Regions from separate parts of the Zea mays genome. Here region 1 is linked to region 2. A link is a contact called in public Hi-C data. All regions are on one chromosome and are shown on one strand. The core of a region is the stretch at or near the end of the contact, and the rest is flanking DNA. Distances in the headings are between cores, read along the strand shown.

Evidence for each region. Hi-C and Micro-C count contacts between places; a contact is called where the count stands out from the background.
Region 1: a Hi-C map of tassel shows a contact between it and region 2, with 3 times the contacts expected there. The contact joins the promoter of LOC100283707 here to the promoter of LOC100277419 in region 2. A contact is called at or near these places in 7 of 25 Hi-C or Micro-C datasets (bundle sheath, ear, leaf and 1 more).

Annotation. Positions count from the first base shown.
Region 1 is chr9:68,068,717-68,071,743 of Zm-B73-REFERENCE-NAM-5.0, forward strand. It overlaps LOC100283707, which reads right to left and starts at 1,760. Exons shown (of 5, transcript NM_001156606.2): 1 at 1,383-1,760; 2 at 560-775; 3 at 339-487. The coding sequence starts at 1,713.
Region 2 is chr9:67,939,806-67,942,804 of Zm-B73-REFERENCE-NAM-5.0, forward strand. It overlaps LOC100277419, which reads right to left and starts at 1,632. Exons shown (of 8, transcript NM_001150984.2): 1 at 1,334-1,632; 2 at 1,026-1,229. The coding sequence starts at 1,486.

The sequences.
Region 1 (3,027 bases), core at 510-3,009, 130 kb after region 2:
CGCATAGCAAAAGATTCTCTCTTCATCTGTACCCACCCTACCTTTTGCATGCCCATTCTCTCTTTCATTGTGCAATCATGTTCTACCTGGAGCCCCCTCATGCTTGCATCACATGGGGCTGCACTAAACAACAATCTGATGGACTGTGCAGAAGCTCAATTTAGCATGCGGAAGTTCAGGGCCACGCCATCAAACATTTTCCCCCCATTCGAAAACAGTTGACCACTTTCTGAAACTCTACTGCTGCATCATCAATGTATATGCAGAATGGTGTATGATGAAATGTAAGGGTCAATCATCTACTAGTGAATTTGAGACTCATAGTTGAGAAATGCTACCTCAACGCCATTGGCGATAGCCTTTGCAACAAGGGGCACGTAAGTCTTGACATCAGAAAATGGGACGCCGGAGAAGAGCGGCGCGTTGTAGTCGTTGCCCCCGAACTCCCCGACGACGAACAGGGATTTGCTGAAGTAATCCTTGCAGTCTGCAACCAACATTCGGTGATCCACTGCAAAATTTTCGAGAACATTCAGTGCGGGTGAGATTGGGGCCGGACCTTGCTCCGATTTACAGAGGGACGGCTTCATGTCCTGGAGCCAGCCGATCTGGGTGTTGATGGAGCCGGTGTTCCAGATGCGCTGGTCGATGCCGTGCGCCTTGAAGAAGGAGTACTCCAGGGCCGTCGCGCCGGTGATGGCGAAGTTGGCGCCCTTCTTGAAGTCCTTGCCCTTGGCCTGCGACGGTGGCGGCAGTGGCAGCCCGAAATGCTCGGCTGCATAATTGGCCAAAGGTTCCCATCACAAAAGGGAAAGAAGAGACTTTAATTCGCATCAGTACTCTGCTAAAACTCTAGCAGCAGAGCGGAGACGGCAACGATTCACAGCGCGGCAAAGCAGCAACCCTTTTTACCACCAGTTTTCTACCACTCGTTTCCATCTTTTTATAAAGGAAGGTCGGAAAAAATCAACCCCTTTTGACCTCGCCCTCGCCCTCGCCTGATTAAAAGGGTAGCACCACAGAGAAATGAAGAGCTGAGAGCAAAGAAATGGGACTCTTACAAACAAATTTAGTAGTCACTAGTCACCTCATCTTTGTTTTTCCCTTTTTCTAAAATTTAACAAACAAATTTTAGGTTTGCTCTACCAAACTTTTTGTTTAATAAAAAGAAAAGAACAGGTCAATTTCATCTTGACCACCCAAGTCATAGCAGGCTCCTCTTGACACTCAAATCAAAAAGTTTTAGCGACGGAGACGTTTGAATTAGATATCCCAGAGACCACAAAAATAAGTACAAGCAGTTGGGAAAAATTAGTCACGGAAGCGAAATAAAAACAGCTGCCGGTGTTGGAACGAACTACTACTAGGGTACAGTGCAGTACCCAGGAAGTCGACGACGAGGCGGCCGTTGGAGCAGCGGCCGGTGGGCTTGCGGAAGAAGGTCATCCCGTAGGGAGGGCGCGCGGTGGTGAGCGCCTTGGGCGTGCCGTTGACGATGAGGTTGCCGGCGTCGGAGAGCGAGTCCCCGAAGCTGAAGATGGCCGTGTACGACTTCTTGCTCCTGGCCGCGGCGCAGGTGGCCGGCAACGCCGCCACGAGCGCGGCGACGAGCAGGAGGGGGAGCACGCCCCGGCGCGGCGGCGCGTGGGCGACGGCCATTGCGGCTGCGGGTGTCGGCGGCAAGCAGCTATGTCGACGCGGCCCGACGCGCATGTGCGGTAAGAGACGGGAGGCGGGGCCAAGTTCTTTGCTTGTGTGGCGCGTTGCTCTCCTCCGCTTTTGCTTTATATAAACTGCGGCTGTGGGAGTGAAGAGAGTGAGAGAGAGGTGGCCAGTGTGGCCTGTGCTGGATGCTTGCAGAGCTTTGCAGGTGCTGCAGCAGCTCAGGATGAGGTGTGGGTGTGGCAGCCACTGGGCAAATGTTTTGGTTTGGGCCGACGATTGCCCCTACGGTTAGCATTGGATGCAGCTATAGTAGCCGACTAAAATTAAAGACTACCGTAGTTATTAGCTGGTAAAATTAATAGAGTAGATCTAACGACGCGTTTAGGTTCATGGAAATGTATTGGATTGTGATTTTCAGTTCAGCCCGTTACGAGATAGCGTGAGATCGGATATCGCTTCATTTACAGTTGTTTACTCCCAGAGGTGGGCAGTTGTCACAGAGAAGCGGGAGTATTCTCCATAGGAGTACAGTTCATCCATCTATTAGCTAGTGGGATTACAAAAACAATTCAAAAAATATTAAAATTAGGTCTACAAATAGAGGGATGTTTGGATTCAATCACGCTTTTCACTCTCTATTTTGCTCCTTTGTTTCATTCCTCTCACTACCCTTTCACTCCAAAAAAAATTCTTCCATGTCATCCGCGGCCTCTAGCATTCAAATAGATGAAGACTAGATATTCTATATATTGCATCAAACTATGATAGATACAGCGGTGTGAAGCTTGCCTCCGAGTATTCAACGATAGGGAGGTGAAGAGCAGTGGAGCTACATCGACCAGGATCATAAAGCCACCCACAATCAGCTGATGTGAGATTACTTCAATAACTTGTGGATCTATCATTCACTCTACTTTCGTCGAATGCACCACATGCAGACTCTTTCTATAAATCTTTGACAGATTAGGTGACCATTCCCCCTAATTCACTCGTAGAGTCATGAACTCAAACACAGTGGTTTCTTCCCTCGCCAAAAATACATCGCTTCCCTCTACATGCTCGCCTACAATAATGTTGCTAACTCCATCAATAAATATATTAAAATAAGGAAACATATGATCTTAGAGAGTCTTGAGCAATTCTATAATGGTGTTGTTTCATGTTTTGGTGACAAGTATGTATAATCGTTGTCCCACTGTTGGCGATCTTAAGTATCTTTTAGCTAAAGGGAAGAGATGGATTTTTGGGTACATAGGTAGTACATATTACATGCATTAAGTAGAAAAATTGTCTCGTTGAATGGAAAGAGAAGTTTACTTTGGGGGACACTGGATCCCTGCCCATAATGCTCGAGACGGATGC
Region 2 (2,999 bases), core at 382-2,881:
CGACTCCATCAGCTCGTGCCTCCTTCATCCAACCTCGCATCCTAGCCCGACGATCTGCACCTCCGAACTATGCCCTGTCGAGGGCTGCCTTCTTCTGCTTCTTCATGGGCTCAGTGTCTCCTTCCTCTGCTCATTTCCCTGGTAACAGACCAGGACCAGCACCCTTCACAGGCTCGCAAGTACCTCTTTTCCTATCCTCTGCTCTCCCTCTCCCTTGTTTCCTCTGTTTTTCCTGTTATGTCCTTCCTCTGTTCAGAAGATGGACTATATTGCATATTTGCTTATGCTTTGGATATTGGATTTGAATATGGATATACTCCTGTGATGTGGTATGCTGCTTGTGCTTGGCTAATTGGATAAGGTATAAACTGCTCTGCCTAGTGGGTGGTAGCTACTTGTGCATAGACTCTAAAATTGGCAGCAAAAAGGTGTGTATCAATGAACCTTTGTCCAGCTCTACTGTAGGTGAAGGTGTATGTGTATGGCGTCATCTCACCGAATGCCTTATTCGCCTAGGCATCTGGAAGGGGTGGGTCGCCATGCCTCGCCTTAATCACAATGTTTTATGTTTATGACTATGAATTTCACGTCATCTGAAAGCTTTCTCAAATATGAATCCATTGATATCAAATTAGTATGGTATAACGTTTAAATTCTTGAATTAAGCGTTAGTCAAAGATTAACAAGTTTGAATCTTGGGTTCTGGGAACACCATACCAAAAGAAAAGGATCCAACAGTATTTATCTGTTTATCATGCTTATCAGATTATAATATTTAACTGATTATATATCATCATTTACATTCAGAAGACGCAGCTCATCCTGAACACAAATTCCATCCTAGGAGACCTGTTTCATGACTTTGATGATATTATCCTCAAGTTCGGTCTTGTGAGCTAGCCACATTTCAACATTTTTATCCCATGATTCCACACTCAAAAAAAAACAAAGTGTCCTGTTAGCAGTGCAGCACAACAGGTTCCAAATCGGTTCCATTTTGGGAAATCAAAAAAAAAAAGACTCACCGGTAGAGAGATGAGATCGAACTCATCGTCCGCGAGGTCGGCGAGGAGCGCGTCGGCGGTAAGCTTGATGCCCCATGAGGCAGCTACGGACGTCGCCCCCGGCTCGACGGAAGCGACGGCGACATCGGCCCCCGCGCGCCGGAGCACGTCGATGGTGATGACCGCCTCCATCGGCTCCGTCCCATTCGCGATCGGGACCAGCACCTGCGGGAGCAACCAAATCAATCAGCCGTTCGTTCCCCGTCACCAATTAGGACGCAGTGCAGTGGGCAAGAAGCTGAGAGCTGAAGGTCGAGGGCGGCACTTGCCTTCTTGGGGGTAGGGGACGACGCCATGGCCTGAGGGGACGAGGAGGTAAGCGCGCGGGTTAGGGTTTGGAGTCGGCGGAGAGAGGGACGATGCGAGGGGACGCGCGGGGTTCTGGAGAGCGGAAGTGCGGAGGTGAGTGACCGCGTGGCCATTTCCTCGGCTCGTTATTCCTTTGCTTTCGCGGTGGTGTTCCAGAAGCAACGAGTGGTTTTCCAGAATCCAACGACCACACGGGTCTTCTCGCGACTCCATGAAGCGCTATTCACACACACGCGCACGCGTGTAGGCAAGGGTAGATATCGAGTCAGATCGACTCGTTATGGTTCGGCTTGTTATGTCTTATTAATGTAACGGTCGGTTTGGCTCGTTATACAAACGAGCTAAACATTTGGTTCGGTACGGCTCATTAGAAAGCTCGAGCTAGGTCGTTAGGCTCGTAAGCTACATAACTAAGAGCATTTTTGGCATGACTCTGCTTCACTCCAGAGTAGCTCTACTCTAAAACTCTGGGTGGAACAGCTCTGCTCCAGAGTTTAGATTGTTTCTCATAATCGGTGGCGGTGGCGGGTAAATAACTCTAAACTCTATAACCAGATTGCTTTTTTTGAGCTTTCGGAGCAGCAAAAGAGGCACTCCAAAAAATTGTATTGTAGCTCCAAAAACTCCATAGAGTTTACAACTCTGGAGTTCGGGTGTTTGACATGCCCTGGCCAGCTCCTCCTTGGAGTTTTACTCTGAAACCATGCCAAACACGCCCTAAATACAAAGATCTATGTACATAAAAATATATATAACACTGAAAATCATATTTTAAGTGTTTAACACTGTCGGCGTTTCGGACCCGCGAGGACCGTCAACCGACCAGTGAATTTGTCGCTGCGTGTCCCTGCCCAGATGGGTTGATGCAAGATGGAACACAAGCGGAAGGATGAGGCTTATATTATCTTGCACCGGGGTGCTCGTAGTAGGGGTTACAAGCGTTGCGAGAGAGCGAGAGCGAGAGCGAGAGCGAGAGAGAAAGAGAGAGTATGGCCTTGGGGTGAGCTGTTTGAGTTTGCCTCCACCGCGTCTCTCCTACTATGCCTGCCTCTGCTCGCCTGCCTTTTTGCCCTCTCTGCGTCCCTGTGTCTGCGTGCCTTAGGAAGGCCCTGGACATCTTCTTTTATAGATACAAGGAGATGGCCCAGTTGTACAACGGGGGTGTAGCTATGTGCTAACGTGGCTGGCGGAGAAGTGCCTTGAGCCCTGTACCCGTGCTAACGTGGCCGTCGGAGGAGCGCTTGAGCCCCGTAGAAGCGTAGCTGACGGTGCGGCCCGGGGTCCTGCTGACGTTTCATTGCTTCCGTAAGGAGCTGAGAGCCATCGACGCCATGGTCGCACGCGGGGAACCATCATTACCTACTATCGGAGTAATTTGATGTGACTCCGGTCTTGTCCCTTCGTAGCGAGGGGTGGCTAGCTAGCGGTAGGGTAATGATGTATCCTTGTAGCATAGTCGGTCCGAGGCCGAGGTCGGGCGAGGCGGAGACTTCTCCTGAGGCCAAGGCTGAGGTCGGGCGAGGTTGTGACTCCTCCCGAGGCCGAGGCCTGGGGTCGGGCGAGGCGAAGACCTTTTCCCGAGGCCGAGGCTGAGGCCAAGGCCTGAGGTCGGGCGAGGCGGAGCTC